Regions from separate parts of the Gossypium hirsutum genome. Here region 1 is linked to region 2. A link is a contact called in public Hi-C data. All regions are on one chromosome and are shown on one strand. The core of a region is the stretch at or near the end of the contact, and the rest is flanking DNA. Distances in the headings are between cores, read along the strand shown. Region 1 holds the start of LOC107889565 (auxin-responsive protein IAA16). Region 2 has its middle 13 kb from the start of LOC107926748.

Region 1 (5,177 bases), core at 2,046-4,545, 190 kb after region 2:
AAAACCGAAATACAAAAAAAACATTTAAAAATTTCAAAAAATAAAGACCAATATTTTTTTTAACATATAACCAAATATATAAACCCATTTAAAATCAAAACAAAACTTGTTGCCCCAAAATTCTAAATAACCGGTCTCTTATGTCTAATAATTTAAATTCGATTCAAAAATTAAAAAAAATACCTGATTAAAAAATAAAAAAAAATCTAACCAAACTGACTCACCCTAATCCCAATATAGTAAAAGGTCGTTGGATTTGAAAAAAAAAAGCAAAGGACAAGATTTATTAAGTTGCTTTTATTATGTTTAATATGTAAAACATTGGGGGCCAGCCAAGGCATGGCAACCCACATATAGTTGATCCAATTCATATGGTTGTTTGCCTAAACTCCAAAGATGTTCCTTCTGAACAAAACTTTACGACTGGTTTCTCTCGAATGAACCCAAAAACTAGAATTATTTCTCACCCAATTTCATTAATTTTATAAAATTATAACCATTTTGATTAAAATGCTCTTAATTTTTTAATGAAGTGGAGAAATGTATTAATCCTAAATTTCAAATAAATTAACTAATTAAAACATAAATAAAAAAATATTAAATTAATCGTTTAAATTTAAGCATCTTTCTACCTTATAGCATTAAATTTATCAACAAGTGATTAAATAAAATAGTAAGACACATTACACTCTCACAAGAAGAACGTAGATTCAAAACTTAAAGATAATATTATTGAGAAAGACAAACACAGATTCCATATACATATCATTGATGTTGCCCCAAAATTGGTGAGAATCAATATTAACCTTTTATTAAAGGAATCTTTTAAAAATGGAAAGAACAAAACCAAATTTTACAAATCCCTAGTTTCATGTCGGATATATCTTAAAAGGAATATGCTTTTTATTTTTCCAACCAAATCCAGCATTTAAGCTAATTCAATTGTTAGTTACTTGATAATTTATTTATTTTCTAAAATAATTTGAAAATTAATTAAAAAATAGTTATAATTGAAATCTTAAATGCTGCCGGCCGTTTGCACATGGCGTTGCCCTTAACCTTATCACTTCGTTCATGGATCTTGTTTGTGTGTCTCCTAAACCAATTACAATAAAACATTATAAAATTCATCAAAACCGATCATTAAATTAAATATTACATGCACAGAATCTTTTCTTACAATATAACATTAACAAGAAAAGAAATCACATGCATAACTAATCAAAAACATTATTAATAATTTTTAGGTTATTAATTCTTACACAACCCACAGAAGAAATTAAAACCAAGTCTTGTAAATATTTTTCGTATAGATTTCTTGTCTCTTAATAATTTCTTCTCTTTTTTTCTTCATGCTGATGAACACATTCAAACTCCCTGCTCGATCCCTTTCGAACCGGTTTGCTGCTCTCTTTTCTTTTTATCTTACTAACACTTGATTCTTAACTCAGATTGTTGTTTTGTAATGAAGCTAGCATCAGCTTCTGTTCTTGCATTTCTCCACTGCTCTTGGAGCTGCCAGTGCCATGAAAAATTATCCCCATAAGCTTCTATATATTCAAATAAAATTAGTCTACATAGAACTAATAGTTACTAACCAAGTCCAATGGCTTCTGATCCTTTCATGATTCGTAAACGCTTGCATGAATCGACAAACATTCTACAAAATTTAGTTAAAAAATTTGAGTTAATTTTAAATCATAAAATTAATTAGTATAAATAACTGTAAAAAAATTAACTGGAGTTGGAAAATAACTTACTCCCATGGGACATCACCAACAAGCATCCAATCTCCATCTTTGTCTTCATAAGTAGGAACATATTCAGACCCGTTCAAGAGATCTATTAATTTGCTTTCATTCATGAAATCTTTCATTCCTTGTGAACCCCCACAGTTACCAATAGTGAAGGAGCTAAACATTTTGCCTAAGGCATCCGATAGTTCTTGGTAACTCTTGTATAATTTCAAGTCCACCTTGCGTAGATAGGGTGCACCATCCATGCTGACCTTAACAAACGCCGCCGGTAAGGCGGTGTTAATGGTGTTTCCACTGCCGGTTTTCTCACCCTTGTTGTCGGAGCTGTTCTTCTGAACGGTCATGATGTTTTTCCGAAAGGACCTGACCGGTGGCCATCCTACTACTTGTGCCCTAAAATCCAAGTATTCAAATTTACCATAAAAAAACTAGCAAAAAAACAAAAAAAATATTGTCAACTATTGACGTCTACCAAAAGTTTGGTAGCTTAGCTGTGGACTATCTTAGCCATTTTCAAGTTAAAACTTTTGAATTATTGTTTGGTTGCTGGGAAAAGTAATAAAGATTCCACATGTTTTGTTTTCCCTCTTTTTCCCGACAAACAACTAAAGCCACCAAATATCCCACTAAAAATTGTTTCTACGCTTTACATGGCCAAGATTCAATCAAGACTCATCTTCTAGTACCATTCAAACTAATATCCAACAGTTAATCTCAGTAACAGAAAGAGCTTTTTAGCGACGAAAACAACTTCCGTCGCCAAAAAAAGAAAGTATTATTTCATTCAAAACTATACTCATGATGCTTGTACATGCTCACTTCTTGTCTCTAAAAAGAAATTAAAAAAATGAAGGAACAAGATCATTAACTAACCAAGAAGCAAGAGAAAGAAAAAGTATAACGGTAGCTTACTTAGCAGGGGGCTTTGCAGTGTTTTTCTCCTTCATCTTCTCAGCTTCATCCACCGATGCTTCCTTTGTTGTTGAAAGGTTAAGCTTCAAATCAACCATATCCGAATACCCTCTTTTCCCATTATTTTTGGCGGTTTCATTATCATTTTCAATGCCTGTGGGTAATCCTAAACGTAACTCCGTCTCTTCGAAATTAATCATGCTATACTTGTCACGCTCTGCATCCATAATGCTAGTCATTGTGTTACTTATACACCAAATTTTACGAACAAAGCTCAAAAACCCGAAAGCAACCCGACTTTAATTTTCTTTCCTGATATCTCTTCACTTGCGTTCTGCTTTTTTTTTTCCCCTTTGTTTCTCTTGAGAATGTGGTTTTGCTAAAGGAAGAGTGTGAAAATGGTAGAGAAGAAGGCCAAAATATGGTTTATGTCAAAAGATAATATACTGTTGCGGAATATTATGGTTGTGGGATTTGGACGGTGACGATTATTCCAAGTGGAGATAGTGTTAATTCAACCGTCCAAGATGTGTCGGGGAAGTGGCGTCATGGATGATGTAATTGTTAGAATGATACAAGAGTTTGTGTTGTTTGCCTCCCTCTTGTCTGCTAGGCTCCACCAATTTACAACCAGTTTATGAAGATGCTATTAACAATGGTGTTTATTATGGTATATATCTCATGTTTTAGGGGCATTACATGCGAATTTCATTTGAATTATATCAGACTTAAAACGGAAGATTCATTTTAACTCGGTTTCTTTTAGCTTTGAGTTATTTGTTGATTGTAAGTTTAGTTTTAATAAATAGAATAATTGGAAGAGTAAAATAGCATAGGTGCGTAATTCGTGTCCCTTGTAGTTTCTTTTGTTCAAAGAGTAAAATCCACTATAAATCAATATAAATAGTGATTTAATTATAACTTCACCAACTGATACAAGGGGAAAATGAATTCCTTTTAAATTTAAAAATTTTAAAATTATATCATCTTAAAAATTATAAAATCATAAATTAATACATTATAAAATCTATATTTGACAGCTCGAAAATTCATAATTTAATTTTAGTCCTCCCTAAAAGAATTTCTAAATTCACCCTAAACCTCACACTCTCAAACTGAAAATGAAAATAATTTATTTACAATCAAATTGCACTTAATGCAAGTTCTTCTAATAAACAAATAAGTGCTCTTTCTAATTCTTACATGAATACATAGACAATTGTAGATTTTGCTCCAATTGGTGTTCTATTTGGCATCAAATAACTAGAGATTTTCAACATTTGAACTTCAATAGAAACAAGATCTCTTTCAAAATAATAAGTAAATTACACTTAAACTCTTCAAATAAAGTTTTTGTTTTACGATATTCAACATAACCAAATCTAATTAATTTATGCTCAAAGCCCTCAAAGACATGTAAGAAAAATAATCACAAGAATTTAGTCAAAATATATCAACACATATGGAAAATTATACAACTGTCCAAATGCAAAGTGAGACGTAATTGATAGTACAACTAAAATGTGCAACTGGAACTAACATTCTCCACTTTTGGCAACTTTTTTACCAAAAACACTACAACAATATCAAGTAAGGTAAATCCAATATTCAAAATGATACTCCCCCTTAGAAACTTAACCAACCAACAACTATAAAACCAAACTATGAAATCAATCATTAATGTATCAGATCATTATAGCATTAAGATAACATCAAAACAACTCTAGTATCCAACCATCCAGAATTAAATACAAACCACATAAGGAGTTCATCATGTTAGAAATGAATAACCCGAATTATTGTTAAAATAAAATACAATGGTAAAATCTATATAGAACTACATTTCTTTTATTTTATTTTAATTAGAATAAGGTTTTTCAGCCTTACTACACTTTATCTATTTGGCATTGATTAGAATAAGGTTTTTCAACCTTTAAATAGATGTAGTTGAAACTCATCATCAATCAATCGAATTTGACATTAGTGAATTTTCTTCTCTTTTGCCCTTGATTTTTTCCCGAAAGTGTTTTCCACGTAAAATCTATGTGTTTTCTTTTTTCTTTCTTATTGCTTTGCGATCGTTCTTTATTTCTATTATCGACGTTAGTTCAACAAACTAGTATCAAGAACTTTTCGAGTTGCTTATCTAGATCATGGTAATGGTGACAATGAAGTATGATATTCTGCTGTTAGATCATAACACCATATTCATGTTGTGGTAAGTAAAGATGCAGGCAGGTCTTGCACAAACGGATTTGGAGGATGTCCTGCTAGGGTTAGATAAGATGCCTTTGATATTGACGGATAAAGAGAAGAAGTGCAAAGATCTAAAGGCTTTAATGCCATTACAACCTCATCTGTCGAATGAAATTCTACAGGACGTGTTGAAAGAGAAGACCGTCATTGCATTATGGGGAAAATTGCAATAGCTATGCATGTTGAAAATCCTAATTAGCAAGTTGCATCTAAAGTAACATCTTTATTCTTATCATTTGGAGGAAGGTATAT
Region 2 (5,486 bases), core at 2,604-5,103:
TAGCATTAGTTGTTTAAATGTGTAGGTAAAAGAAAAAAATTGGGAGGCTCAAGACCTAATGCGTCCCGAAATTTATTAAAAATTTGATTAAGGTAAGTGCACCTATTAATTAATAATATAGCTACAGTGAGCAAATATATTTTTTCCACGAAGAGTAAAAGTACTAATAATTATCGTCTTTCTATTATTTAACCAAATAAATTGAGTGATTGATTAAAAACTAAAATTAACTAAACTAATTAACTATCAAACATGACAAAGAATAAATCAGGAAATAAATGATTAACAACCAAGAAGAAAAACAATACTCAGGAAATAATTCACCTAGATTTCATCTGTCGCTATAATCTAAATTACGCAATTTCTTTACTTAGTAAATTGATTTGTAGAAATTCCTAAATTATACAAATATCTCTTTTGAGAGTAAGAGCATCTGACTCTAAGTTAATTAATTAAAATTTCTTTCTAATTAAAACCTCTATTATCGCATTAACTCGTGCTATGGTTTCCCTTATTAGATTTGACTCTAATCCGATAGATTTATGTAGTCCTATTTTTATAAGATTTCATGCAATTTCACCCAATTACGCAAGATTTACTCCTGAACAGGGTCTATTCCTCCTCTGATTTAAGCATATCAAACATGGATCAATAGTCTAGAAATATTAAACCAAGAATTAAGCACACATAATTGAGAATACGAAACTAAGTATTTATTGCGTAAAATAAAAATCAAATGACAGAATCCATCGCAAGGTTCATCTCCCTAGGTATTTAGAAAATTAGTTCATGCTTGAAAATAAAAACATCCAAGATACAGTATAACCAAAAAAAATAAAGAAACTTATGATAATCTCCTAAGAAATCAAATGAGGATCTTTAATCTTGATGAAAATCTACTTCAGAATTGATTTCAATGTTGTTTTTCTAGTTGTTTTCTAGAATATTCTATGACGACTCCCTCCTGTCTTTTTATTTTTGTCATACATACATATTATAATGCCCGAAAAACCTATAAATCACGTTTTCTTGCTGTTTAGTGTGTAAATCCGCACAATTGACACGTCCTACCACATGACCGTGTGGTAGCCTATGTGGGCCACACGGCCATGTGGAATGGGTCAACTCATGTGGCTCCTGTATCTAGCTTCGATTTTTTTATTTTTGCTTATTTTTTGCTCATTTTGCTCCCAAATGCTCTGTTAAGCATAAAAACATGAACTTAAAGTATTAGGAGCATAAAATTCACAATTAACAACGAATAATCACCTAAAAATAAATTAAGAATTATGTTTAAATATGTTATTTTTAGCACTTATCAAGACCGTATCTTTGGAGGATTGCATCACGGGCATGGTTTAAAGGTTGTATAGTAGTGAATTTATATTTGCTTATTTGCATTTTGTCACGTATATAAAGGCTTAGGCTAGTTTGAGTATTTACGAGTATATTAGCTTGTGTAATCATGTGTGATTTGAAACTATTTGATATTTTAAGTTAGCTTTTTACTCCTAAATTTGATTTGGACATGTGTGTGACTTGAATTTGTGTTTGAATAGATTTTGATTCGGTTTTTAGATGATTTAAAACTCATAGATACCTATAATGATATTTGGGGATAATTTTATGTGTTTTGAAGCCAATTTAGCTTCTGGGGACTCGTGTATCGAAACATGAATTGGTTGTATCAGTACAACACCAGCCAATAGCTAAAAAGTTAAAGTAACAAGGGCTTGTATAGGATGTACGGATACATCTCCTCCTGATACTATGAAAACACTGCTTAGGCCATGTTAAGCCCTCAAAAACTTGTTTAAGGCCCCAAACAACTCCAATCATTTACGAATTGAACCTAAATGACATTAGCATGTTTCCTAAGTCCAGTAATTGATTTAAACTTGAATCATTATTTTTTTTCCTAATTTTTTTAAAATTTTATATTCTCAAATTTTTAACTGCCATATTTTAAATTTTTGTTTTGATAACATCTCCTATCCGTACCTATCCACAGGATGAATAAGGGGTGTTATAGAATCTGCTACGTCTATATACTGCGTGCTACAAGCGGAGTGATAGTGTATATTTCGTTTAGCATGTCGGTGGGACCATCGGCTAACCTGATTCTAGCTTTGAAAATAATGTTCCCCTCCGATGGTGTTTTAGCCATTCATGAACAATGCAACTAGCAACACAAACCCTAACTTAATAGACGAGGCTACTACAGCTGCATTCATGGCCCATGCCCATGCCTGGGCACGACAAAGTTGCTGCCCTTGTTCTTGAATACAGGATATGGCCAACAATTTTTGTTTCTTTTTCTTGGATTTAATAGTGATTTCATTTGTTCTGTTGTTTACCAATTTCTTTTCTTGATATTAATCGTTGGATGATTTTTGTTCTTTTATTAAAATGGATTAATAAGGTAAATTCCATTTGATATTTTTGGTCATTCTACTTTTACTTTTGTTAATTTCATTGAAGAAGTAAATTAGTTGATTTTTTTAAAAACAATATATGATTCATTTTGATTTTTTTATTAGATAAATATTATATTTTTAATAGCGTTACTAACACGACTTGAATTTTTAAATTTAAAAACTATAGGACCTAAAATCTTGAATTTGACATTTCTAGCCTTTTGGTTTTAAGATTATATAGCATTGGTCAAATTTTTAATTTTAGTCTCTATATGACGCTCAAATTTAACATTTAATTTCTGACATAATTTGGTAAACCATCTTTTTACAATACCATTAGATAATTTAAATACTTTATTTTAGTTAAAATACTAACATAATTTCTAAATTATTAACACCTAGACTTGTTCATGGGCGCTCATCCGAAAAGTTGAAGGGTTTAGACAAAAATATAGGCTTAAAAAATGAGATAGGGCAAAAACTAAGACTTGTTTAAAAAATGGACGGGGTCTCGACAAAGATTTTTTGACCCTGGCCTAGCTTGAATTTGCAAAAAGAAATTTTTTGTTGTTGTTTTCTTGCTTGCTGTTTTCTTGTTGTTTTATCATTATTTTGTTATCATTTCACTATTATCTTGCTATTATTTTATTTTTATTGTTTGGATATATATAGTATACTTCTTATTTTATTGTTAATTTTGCTATAAATATTTTTTTAATTTATTTTCAATTTGTTAAGAAATATTTATTTTTATGTTTTTAGTGTTTTTGATGTACTATATATTTTTCAAAAATTATATAAAAAAATAATATAAAAAATTAATATGAGCGGGCTACACCGAGCCTAGATTTTAGTATTTTTATCTGAGCTAAACTTAGGTAAAATTTTAAACTCGTTTTTACAGACCAGGCCGAACTCAAACCTATCAAATGAGCCTAAAAATTTGTTAAGGCTTGACCTAATCTATAGACAAATCTAATAGTATTGTTTTGCAATATATTTTTTATTACATACCTACTAAAATTATTAATAATTAACCGAAGCCAAGTATTAGTAGAGTGTAAATGTAGGCCACGGGCAGAAGGCGAGTGGCGGCAAACGCTAAATGTAAGGCCTTGTAGAAAAAACAAAAACCCTAGTAGAAAATGGTCATCATATAATTCAAAGAAAGAAGAGTCAGATTTTAAATCGTACCATGTATGATGGCCTTTCTGAAAACTAATAAGCAGAGCTACCTATTTTAGAATCACAGAGAGTGACTGCTCAACTGCTTCTCCATACCATTGAGGTTGTTGCCTCATAGTCATGCTTCCCAAAAATATTTATAATTTTTTTATCATAATGTATATAATCAAAATAATAACCATAAGAGGTGTGAAGAGGTGAAATGAATGTCAAAATCTGAACCTCAAATGATAGTGATAGTGGTGGTGAAGGGGGGCCGGCCGTGTAATGGGGGGCAGCAAACATTGAAAAAGCAGCAGTTCAATTCACCCATTCCAAAACCATCAATTCCTTCATTACATCCACCCCCCACATTGACAATAACACACAAGCAAACAAATCAACACACAGCTTCCACCCACTACAATAAAATAAAATAAAAACACAAATAGTTTAGGGTTTTGTAATAAATTTTATAATGATTATGGTGTAAAATATAATAATAATAATAGATTTTCTAAATGTTTTCAACTTAAATATTTCAAATTTTACAGAAATACCATTCAACATATTCAAACTAATAAAATTAGTACATAACTGGAAGACCTCAAAGTTTTAAGGTTTTATTAGGCAAAAAAGTAAAAAATCGGATCTCTTATATAACAATATTTGTCCACATCAATTTCATTTCTGTATAGAGATATATTAATTATTCTTTAAAGAATATATTAATTATTTAAATTTGAATTTCTGTATTTACATCATTATATCCCCTACAATAATTGCTGTTAGTCTAATTGTATTTTGACAGATTGCAATTTTTATTTAAAAATTATATATTGATAATTAATATTGTCCATATTTTTTTGTTAAAATTTATTAATTTAACGTATTAATTAGATTTTCCTTATATAATGTGATATATGATTGACGAAAAATAAATATGTTCTAATGTGAACTATCAACGATGATAATGATTGAAAAATAATTTTAAAATCGACATGTGGGCTGAATTTTTAACTTTTAATCAAATTCTATAAAAATACAAGACTAATAACGTAATTATATTTTAATCAATACTAGGAGTAGAGGCAGATTTAGGGGAGCTGATAAGGGTCTTGGCCCCCTAAAATGGAAAATTTTTTATTTTGACCCTTACAATTTTTAAAAATTTTATTTAATCCTTTAAAAATTATAAAGATATAGACAATTTAATTTTAGCCCCTCCGAAAGGTTATTGTAGTATAAGATCTAAGGCAATTTAGTTCTTCAAATAAATAGAGCAATTTAATCTATTAGTATTTTCATTAATAAATTATTAAATTAAGAATAAATTTTTTAATTTCAAATTAAAGAGGATAGTTTAGTCCCTATTTTTCTTTTCCGTTTCCGCAGGGACCGGAAGATTGGATCTAGCCGTAAGAGAATGCTTGGCTGATAAATAATTCATTTCTTTAAAATTAAAAAAAAAAGATAATTGATTACAACATTAACTATTTAAATCGATTGTGAAAAGAAAAAGAAAAACATAGTTTTGGAAAACATCTTCAGTTGTCCATCTTCAATTAGTTTAATTTTAAAAATAAAAAAATATAAAATTATATAATATTTTAAAAAATTAATAAATATTTCCAAAATCTTGAAAAATTAAAAAAATTAAAAATTCTTTTTAAAAATTTTAATTTTTTTAAATTAAAATTTTATTTTTTCTTTTGAATTTTTATAAGAAATTTTTTAGAATTAATTAAGTAAAATTTTGAGTATATTATAAATTATGTGAATATATATTTTTTAAAATTCAACCAATTGTGAATTTGCGCCTAACCATGGTTTTTTTTTCATTTGTATTTATCTTCCTTTATTTAGAAAAAAATTCAACCTTTTATTTTTATAATTAGACACTTA

The links. A called contact is a pair of places that touch in the nucleus more often than the background predicts.
Region 1: a Hi-C map of leaf shows a contact between it and region 2, with 2.5 times the contacts expected there. The contact joins the promoter of LOC107889565 here to the enhancer-like site in region 2. A contact is called at or near these places in 2 of 34 Hi-C or Micro-C datasets (both in leaf).

Annotation. Positions count from the first base shown.
Region 1 is chrA11:107,023,250-107,028,426 of Gossypium_hirsutum_v2.1, forward strand. It overlaps LOC107889565 (auxin-responsive protein IAA16), which reads right to left and starts at 3,296. Exons shown (of 4, transcript XM_016814042.2): 1 at 2,670-3,296; 2 at 1,761-2,150; 3 at 1,599-1,660; 4 at 1,127-1,515. The coding sequence starts at 2,908. The coding sequence ends at 1,478.
Region 2 is chrA11:106,830,793-106,836,278 of Gossypium_hirsutum_v2.1, forward strand. No RefSeq gene overlaps it. Among protein-coding and RNA genes, the nearest start is that of LOC107926748, 13 kb to the right of the region's middle. Within about 2 kb of position 3,854, at least 3 of the 9 cell types and tissues checked have an H3K27ac peak or open chromatin away from gene starts, as enhancers often do. A contact at or near this core is called in leaf, where this site is marked.